2 separate regions of the Oryctolagus cuniculus genome follow, and region 2 is linked to region 1. The links are chromatin contacts, called in public Micro-C maps. All regions are on one chromosome and are shown on one strand. Each heading gives the region's core, a stretch centred on a gene start, on an enhancer-like site or on the middle of the called end of the contact. The rest is flanking DNA. Distances are from core to core; before and after follow the strand shown. Region 1 holds the start of JKAMP (JNK1/MAPK8 associated membrane protein). Region 2 holds the start of MAX (MYC associated factor X).

Region 1 (4,420 bases), core at 208-2,707:
ACACAGCACCTGTTCCCACCTTTGTGTGTAGGAGCACGTGTGTTAACAGCACAAAGGCAAAAGGCTGTGATTCCAGAACCGAGGGCAGGCCTGGAGTAAACACACTCAGCTCTGAACAAAGATTCACGCAATCTCAGGCTTGGGGAAAACAAAACAGCAGCTCCAGAGACCCTGCAGCTCCGCCCGGACCTCACCCGCGGGAGGAGCCACGAGGGAGCGATGCTTAATCAGAGACCCATGCCCTTCACTTGCCGACCGTCCACTCAGTCCACACGCACAACTAAGAGCAAACACCAGGGCCCCTGCTCTCTGGGAACGCGGTCAAGCGCGGTGTATATGTGAATTATTGTGGGACACTGTGCATTTAATGACTTCACAACCATTTCTCACATGCTTCCCGAACTCACCACCTAGAGACACCTTTCTCCTTCCAGATTCAAGGAGACTGGAATTCAAACAGGGATAGCCCAGGTGCAAACGACTCAAGTTTAATATTCTCATTTTCACAAAATCTCTTAGTTTTCAGACCCATGGGCTTCCTCACTTTAACTGGCACTTGCTTAACTCATCATAATCACCTTGTTCTAGGCTCAGGCATGAGCACGAACTGTTTCACGCTTCTGCTGAGAGCAGAAGTTAAAGAATCCGCAGTTTTTCCTACGGACTTTATTTACGAGATGCTTGCCAAATATGAGGGGTCTTCGAAAAGTTCCCAGAAAACGTGCATTGTGCAAAAAACAGGTTTCAAAAATTTTTGCACCACAAGAAACGTGTCTTCTAACCCCAGTTTCCGCGAACTTCCTGATCTATCTTCCTACACTGGAATATAAATACTCCAAGGTCTCTCAAAGCCCAGGGTCTGAAAACCAGTGCAACAAACAAAGCAAGAGCCCATCACGTTCCAAACGAAACTCCGGCTCCCAGCGCTCGCTGAGGCGGAGGACGGCGACGACTTTACGGCGCGACCGCCGAGCCTCCCCGGGAGGGACCTCCTACACCCGCACCTGCGGCCGCGGCCGAACCCGGTCAACTCTGCAGCCAGCGGCGGCGGCTGCCTTTCCGGCCCGTGCGCACTACCGCAGTCCTCGGAGGAAACACAGCGGCCGAGGGCACACTTCCGACCGGACAGCCAGAGGCCCGGCCTCCCGTGGGCGGCCAACGCGCCAGGAGCAGCGACCACCCCGACCCCGGCAAGAGTCCGGGCCGGAAGGGCGGCAAGGGGCGAGCAGGCGCCGCGCCCAGCCCAGCCCGGACCTGCCGCGCAGCCAAGAAGCCGCGGCGAAGACAGGCGCTCCCCCGACCCTCGGCGCCCCCTCACCCATGAGCCGCTCCTAGGCTTCTGGCAGTCGCTCCAGGGTCAGCGGATGCGGCTGGAACGCCCCGACATCCGGGCCACAGCAGCCTCGCTGGCTCCGCCTCCTGGTAACCTAGGCGACCGCGCCGCAGCCCCACCCACTTCCTGGTCTCGGCCACGCCCCCTGAGGCTGCCGTGCGTCCTGCCCCTTTGGGGGCGTCGCGAGCTTAAAAGCCAGCGCTGCGGGGCCCGCGTCAGCATCCACTGCTGTGCAGCCAGCCTGTCTGTGCTTCGCTTAGCTCACGGGGTTTGGGGTGCGGATTGAGAGATGAGCTAGTTAGGATTTTTATATGTGAGATATATAGCCGGCATGGAAACACTGTGGGGTGCTAGATGACTGGAGTTCTGTAGGCGCGTGGCGCCGTGAGAAGACTGTGCGGTTCCCTGGTACAGGTGCCCGTGTGCCATGGAAACCTTGTGTAGGATGGGCATCCGTACCAAGGGGCGATCCCTGTCGGGCCGGCCTCTGGTCTGGGTGTCTGAGACTCCCTGTACTGTCCCCAGGAAGGCTGCGCCCCAGAGCGAGCTGGGAGCTGACTGAGCAGGGCAGGTGCAGTTATCCCTCCTTCCCCTTAAAGGCCCTGAACGTCATCTGCGGAAAAGCTTGGTCCTGAATCTCCCGGAGGATTTGGATTCCAGCACAGCTTCGTGTGAAGGTCGCAGACGTAGCCCAGGCGGTTCTCAGCCTTAGAGCGAGGAGCGGCAGCTGCAGGCTGCCCTGGGCACGCCGATGCCGCGTCCCTCTTTAGGAGAGACCGGTGACACGTCCCTGAGGGCGACAGTGCTGATGTCGGATTCCTCTAAGTGTAAGTGATTCAGTGTGTCTGACGTGCTTAGCTTGGAAACTGACACCCAGTGCAGTACATAAAAATGTCCATTATGTTATCTTCAGTCTCGGGTTTCAGAGGACTGTGTGCCCCAAGTGTTGTATACAAAATACAGTGGTTTGCTATATCGTGAGATCATCGGATAGAGGGATCCCTAACTCAAAATTCGATATTCAGAAAAACTAAACCCTAAAGACAGCTGTATTAGGATGATTGTTGGCCTTGTTAAAGGACTCGTTATGGGTAGATTACTAAATGTAAATTAACTAATTCCACGGTAGCTTTTATTTACTGAGTAGATGCATCAGTCAGCTCTGTTAGCACATTTACAATGTGGTTCCATCACAAGAATTCTACATACTTAACTTTTCAGGGCTTTCATATCCCATTATATAAAATGAGATGTTCATATAGGATGAAACAAAATTTAAAAACAAAAACCCCCAACCCTAATTTAGTGGTTCTCAAACCTTGTGGTCTCAGGACCACTTTATGCCTTAAGATTTGAGGACTCCTGTGGCCAGCGCCATGGCATGGTGGGTAAGGCTGCAGCCTGCCATGCCAATGTCCCATATGGGTGCCAGTTCTAGTCCTGGCTGCTGGGACTAGGCTGCCTGGGAAAGCAGTAGAAGATGGCCCAAGTCCTTGCGCCCCTGCACCCACATAGGAAGACCTGGAGGAAGCTCCTGGCTCCTGGCTTCGGATCGGCGCAGCTCTGGCCGTTGCGGCCATCTGGGGAGTGAACCAGCAGATGCACCTCTCTCTCTGCCTCTCCTTTTCTCTCTGTGTAACTGACTTTTAAATTAAAAAAAAAAAAAAAAAACCATAGGGGTAGGCAACTGGCCCAGCAGTTAAGACGTTCTGTCTCACATCAGAGAGCCTAGTTTGATCTGGCTCCTGGTTCCTTCTTCCTGCTAATGCAGACCCAGGGAGGCAGTGGTAATGGCTCAAGTAATTAGGTTCCTGCCGTGCACATGGACAACCTGGACTGCATTCCTGGCTGCTGGCTTTAGTCCCAGCCCAGCTCACTGACATCCGGGGGTTGAACCAGTGCATAGGAGCGCTCTCTATCTACCTCTGTCTTTCTGCCTTCAAATTAAAAAAGAAAGTCAAAAACCAAGAGAAGATACTTTGCATATTTACTATATGAAGAATTAAAGATTCTTATTCATGACTTCATTTAAAAATTCAGAAACCCAGGGGCAGGTGTTTGGCAGAGCAGTGTAGTTGCTGCTTGGGAGGCCCGTGTCACACATCAGTTTGGGTTCAAGTTCTGGGTTCAAATCCAGCTTCCTACAAATATGCACCCTATCAGGCAGCAGGAGGTGACTCAGGTAGTTGGGCCCTACCCCCCATTTGTGAGCCCAGATTGAGCTCCAGGCTCCTGGCTTCCACCTGGCCCGGACCCAGTTTTTGTGGGTACTGGGGAGTTTACCAATTGATAGAAAATCTTTCCCTCTACCTTTCAAATCAATTACATAAACAAATAAAATTAAACAACAAACCCATTACACATTCACATATAAATGAAATTTTGTGAAAATAACTCTAAGAGGAGATTTCAAAAAGTTCATGGAAAATGGAATTAAAAGATAATCTTATTTTGGTGCAATTTTTTTTCTAAAATCCTCAGATAGTTTTTTTTTCCACAAAATGCATTTTCCATGAGCTTTTTGAAAATCGTTATTTGCCAAAAGAAACAAAAACATTAACAAGAAAAGTGGCATTGTTTTACTTTTTAAAAGTGTATATATATACTGTCGCTCCCCGTCTTTATGGAGGAACGACACAGGACCCTGCGCTGTTCTTTTGTCTGCTCGGCCCTCCCCGGGTTTGCTGCTGGTTCTTCCCGGGTGGGCTACCATCCCTTCCACCTCCGTGGAAGGGCGGTTCCCCCTGCCACATTCCCCACTTCCGCAGGGGAGCGGCACACCGCCGGCCGGCTCTCTCGGGGGCTGCTCAGATGTTCCTCAGGTGTTCCCCTTAGATGTTCCTGGTGCATGTTGTCTCTCTCCTCCTTTATAGTCCTTTTCCACCAATCCCAACTCTGCTACCCACACGCCGAGTATGCTGCTCTCCTCCAATCAGGAGCAGGTCCTGCAGTTTATTGGTTGAACTGGAGGCAGCTGTATAGAAGCTGTTTCTCCCTTCTCAGCGCCATATTGTGGGAGAGCAGATGCATAGAATAAGTCTTAATTCCAGTAACTCAGTCCAGTCCGGGTTGCTCCCCACACATACA
Region 2 (4,919 bases), core at 404-2,903, 140 kb after region 1:
ACCGGTGACCGCCTCCATCACCTTTCCCCAGCGCTGTCTTCAGCCGCTCTCACCATTCTCTATCCCCCTCTCCTTCAACTGGGACAGGGGCCGCCCACAAGGAGCCGCAGGTCAGGCTGGTGCCACGGCCCGCCCGCCCGCCCCGGCTGGTCTGCCGTTGGTGCTACAACACCTCGGCCTGCCAGCCCCATGACTCCCGGTTAGGGGCCATTACTGCATGTGGCTTCAGCCGGACCCAGCTATGTGGCTAGGGTTCAACACCGCCTGCTGCCTAACTCAGCCTCCCAGCTCCTTGGCCCTGGAGCGACGCCAGCCACTATCTGCCTCCAAAGGCTGTCCTCATTCCCCACTCGCACGGCAGGAGCTGCAAGCCCGTGTGGAAACTACAGGCCATTCCACGTCTTGGCTTCACTCAGCACTCAGTCACCTGAGAATCTGGAATTATGGGATTCGCAGCTCTCCCTCCCCACCCCCCGGCACCCCGGATTCAGGCCCCACCTCACCTTAGCGGGCAACAGGAGGGTTTACTACATTATTAAAAGTATTAGAACAATCTCTGGTTCTCTCTGACCCCAGAAAGGACTAGAACTGAACGGAAATGAAAACGAAATGGAGAGTAGGAGACGTACCGCAGATTGAAACCTCGGTTGCTCTTCCTGGAATAAGAGAGAAAAAAAAAATAGAAAATATAGAAGTTATTTTTACACTTCACACTCAATAATAAGAAAGAAAATGCCGGCGGCGGAGGAAGCGGCGGGTGGGGGGGGGGGAGTCAGCCCTTCACCCCTCCCTCCCCGCCCCACGCCCCCACCCTCCCCCAGCGGGATCCAGTAGCCGGGCAGGGGGTCCCGAGCGCCGCCCCTCTTTCCGGGATCCGACCCGGGCCAGAGGGGTTCCCGAGCACCGTCTCCTCCCCTCGGACCCAGCTCGGGCCGCCGGGACACTCCCAACCCCTCTCCGCTCTGCCGCACCCCCCGCACCCCCCAGGATCCGCGGGTCCCGGGAGGAGGGGATCGCCGACCCCAGGATCCGGACAATGAGATCCCGGTCGCACCCCAGCCCTGTCCCACGGAGCCTCAGCTGGCTAGGGTGGCGGCAGGAGAACGGGCCGGGGGTCCCAGAGGCCGCGTGTCCTCTCCCCCACCTCCAGCCCGGCAGCCCCGAGGGGAGCGAGCCGGGAGCGCGACCGAGGCGGTCCCGGCCGGGGAGGGGAAAGGGGGGGAGGAGGAGGAGGAGGAGGAGGAGGAGGCGGCGGCTGCGGCCCGGCCCCCTCCCGCCGTCGCCCCGCTGAGAGCCCTGGCCGCTGTCCCCGCCTGACAACCCGCACGGGAAGGAAGAAGCCCCGGGACTCACGTCGCTCTCCACCTCGATGTCATCGTTATCGCTCATTTCCTACGGCCCAGGGAGCGGCCACTGCAGCGGCGGCGGCGGGAAGGGGGAAGGGTGGAGGGGAGGGGGAAGTCACCGACAACAAGCAGCCAAGTGCCCCCACACACACACTCACTCACTCACTCACTCGCTCTCTCACTCACTCACACACACACACCCCCACACACGCACACACACACAACACGGGCGAGAACCACCTCCTCACTGCAGCACCGGATCAACGGCGGCACGCACGCCCGGTCGGCCCCCTGCCACGTGATCGGACTCGGCACGCTGGGGCAGCCGAGTCTTGTAGTTCTCGTCCTTGGGACTGACGGCCCGGCGAGAGCCCAAAGAACTACAAATCCCAGGAAGCACTGCAGCCCGTCGACGCCAGGCCGGCTTGCGGACGGAGCTCAGGGCGCCTGCGTGTCCCGCGGAGGAGGGCGGAGAGAGAGGCGGCGCGGCGCCTTCTGGGAGACGTAGTCCGCAGACCGCGAGTTGTCAGGAGGTTTTCCTCCCGAGGCGGCAGAGGAGGCTGCTGGGAAGACAGGACACGTGGAGGGAGCTGGGGCTCCGGAGCCGGGCACCGTCTGCGCTCTGGGCGCCGGGCCCGGGGGACAGGGTGGAGGCCCTGGGGGAAAAGCCGGCCGCATAAATAGCGCTGCCTCTCTTTGGTGCAATTGGTTTTACTTTGTCTCCTGGATGCTGGAGTCGCGCCGCTTTGCGCCCTGGGGCGTAACCTGCCGCGGCAGACCAGGGGGCGCAGCTCTGGCTGCCCACGCGGACCCTCGGGAACCGTGGAGGTGGTGATGGCAGGTGTGGGGTGGTGTGACGGCACGGGCACCGCGACCGCCCTCGCCGAGGGACCTCTCCTAGCCGCAGAGGCTTGCGTCCCTTTAGCGGGCAGTGTCGGTCCGCACGGCGCACGTGAGGCTCCCAGGACCACGGAGCCCACCCCCGGCAGCCGGGGTACCTGGAAGTGAAAGCGCCTTCCGGGTCCGGCGTAGCTCGGGCGGTCTGCAGAGTGCCCCGGCCCGGAGCACCGCGGCTAAAAATTGCAGACTGGAAGACTGGCGCAGCTGCCTCTCCGTTTGAAATCATTTTTACAGATCTGCTTCTCCAGTGTTCACTGGCACCTAACAGGTGCCGAAGGGGATGCCATCATGTCCCCTGCATTCATGCAACTCCCAGCTGGCAAGCAGAAGTCCACGCTGCGCGGCTGCCATTTCAGAGTGCACACAGGAAGGAAAAACAAAACAGCAACAAAGACATTTTCCGCCCTTATGTCCGATCTCCAAAATAAGCGAAATCTTGGACTTTTCCCCTGACTTCCGGCTGTCCACATGAGGAACCATTTTACCCCTGACTTTTGAAAGCAGGAATCTGGAGACGGGACACACAACCTTTGTGGCATCCATGCTGAAGACATTGGATGTAGATGTGCATGAACGCCCCTTTCCATTCTGTCCCTCTAAATAGTTCTCACTGCTGGTGAAGCCTGCACATCTTTTTTTTTTTTCCTTTTTTTTTAAGATTTATTTTTCTTTATTTGAGAGGCAGAGTTACAGAGAGGCCGCCACAAAACACCAAACACCGGAGTAAGGCAAAGGGTTTATTGGTGGGGTAAACCCCACAGACCGGAGGGAAAGGGAAAAGAATGAAAAGAGAGAGAACAAAAGACAGTGAGAAAGAGCCACGTGTTCAGGAACAGGCTGGGGGGAAGGCGGTGGGCAGGGAAGTAGGAGCAACAAATCCTGTTAGGATGGGGGTGGAGCTGACACCGATGGTTGGGCCACAGGGTCACCTGGCTTCCAGCAATGGCGTGGAGGGCTAGAGCCTAGAATTGTGTCCGGGGTATAGGTCGGGCCGTAGATAAGACTGCCGCCATTTTACTAATAGGGAGAGACAGAGTGAGAGGTCTTCCATCCACTGGTTCACTCCCAAAATGATCGCAATGGCAGAGCTAAGCTGATCAGACACCAGCAGCCGGGAGCTGCTTCTGGTCTCCAAGGTGGGAGCAGGGGCCCAAACACTTGGGCCATCTTCCAATGCCTTCCCAGGCTATCAGCAGGGAGTTGGATTGGAGGTGGAGCATCTGGGACCCGAACCGGCACCCATATGGGACGCTGGCTCCGCTGGCTAAGCCAACTCTGCCAAAGAGCTGGGTCCCAAAGTCTGCACATCTTTGCAGATGAATTGAGTTTTTCTAAGTGCTTTTGTCTGGTTGTGTTCCTTTCATGTGAACTTGGGCAGACAGACACAAGCAGACTTCATGTGGTAAGAGCTGGTAGCTGATGGGTTCTGAGGAAAACAGGCATGGGTCGCTCTTGGATGAGCTAATTAACAAGATACTAGAAGTTAGGGTTAATTGATTATTATAGCCCACAGTCCATGGGTGTCTGCAAAGTGAAAAACACTAGAGGACCATTCTGTCCACAAGTTAAAAATGACCCCTGCGGCACAGCAGGGTCCAGCCACTGCCTGCTCCGCCACCCTCCCATATCAGCGCTGGTTCTAGTCCCAGCTGTTCCACTTCCTATGGAGCTCCCTGCTAATGCACCTGGAAGGGCAGAGAAAGATGGCCTGAGTGCTTGGGCCCCTGCTCCCATGTAGGAGACCCAGATGGAGTTCCAGTCTCCTAGCTTCAGCCTAGCCCAGCCCTAGCAATCATTTGGAAAGCAAATTTGGAAAGATTCTCTCTCTCTTTCTCTCTCTTCCTTTTCTATTTATTTTTATTTATTTATTTATTTATTTTTTTTGACAGGCAGAGTGGACAGTGAGAGAGAGAGAGAGAAAGGTCTTCCTTTTCCGTTGGTTCACCCTCCAATGGCCGCCGCTGCAGCCGGCGCACCGCGCTGATCCGATGGCAGGAGCCAGGATCCAGGTGCTTTTCCTGGTCTCCCATGGGGTGCAGGGCCCAAGCACCTGGGCCATCCTCCACTGCCCTCCCTGGCCATAGCAGAGAGCTGGCCTGGAAGAGGGGCAACCGGGACAGAATCCGGCGCCCCAACCGGGATTAGAACCCGGTGTGCCGGCGCCGCAAGGTGGAGGATTAGCCTATTGAGCCACGGCGCCGGCAGTCTCTCTTCCTTTTCTAGAGTTTAAGGAATTCCAGTGCCTGGGGCTGAACCCCAAACCAATTAAACCAGAGCCTGCGCAGGTGAGAACTAGGCAACAATAATTTTTAAAGCTCTTCAGACCATTCTGATGTGCATCACTGCTACAGAGGATGCCAAGACAAATACGACAATCTCCCACTGGATTGAACTTTCAAAGAGTGACTTTTACGGTGTGTCAATAATTATATTTCAATAAAGGTGTTATAAAAGAAAAGTAAAACCGCCTTTGCTCACAGGGGGACAGAAGAGAAACTGCTGAATGCAAGGCCGTGAAGACAGACTCTGTAAGTGTCCAGCTAATTGTCCAGGCTGTGGATGCTGTTAAGAGCTGAGAGGACGGACGTAGAACGCCAGTGTGTGTGAGTTTTCCCAGCCAGTCAACACCATCAGGGCAAGGGCTGGATCTGCAGGGACCAGGTCAGGTTGTTG

What was found. A called contact is a pair of places that touch in the nucleus more often than the background predicts.
Region 2: a contact with region 1 is called in a Micro-C map of ear pinna, with 4 times the contacts expected there. The contact joins the promoter of MAX here to the promoter of JKAMP in region 1. A contact is called at or near these places in 2 of 6 Hi-C or Micro-C datasets (ear pinna and an unstated tissue).

Annotation. Positions count from the first base shown.
Region 1 is chr20:11,005,951-11,010,370 of mOryCun1.1, forward strand. It overlaps JKAMP (JNK1/MAPK8 associated membrane protein), which reads right to left and starts at 1,458. Exons shown (of 8, transcript XR_011384856.1): 1 at 1,319-1,458.
Region 2 is chr20:11,146,019-11,150,937 of mOryCun1.1, forward strand. It overlaps MAX (MYC associated factor X), which reads right to left and starts at 1,654. Exons shown (of 5, transcript XM_002719526.5): 1 at 1,354-1,654; 2 at 630-656. The coding sequence starts at 1,389.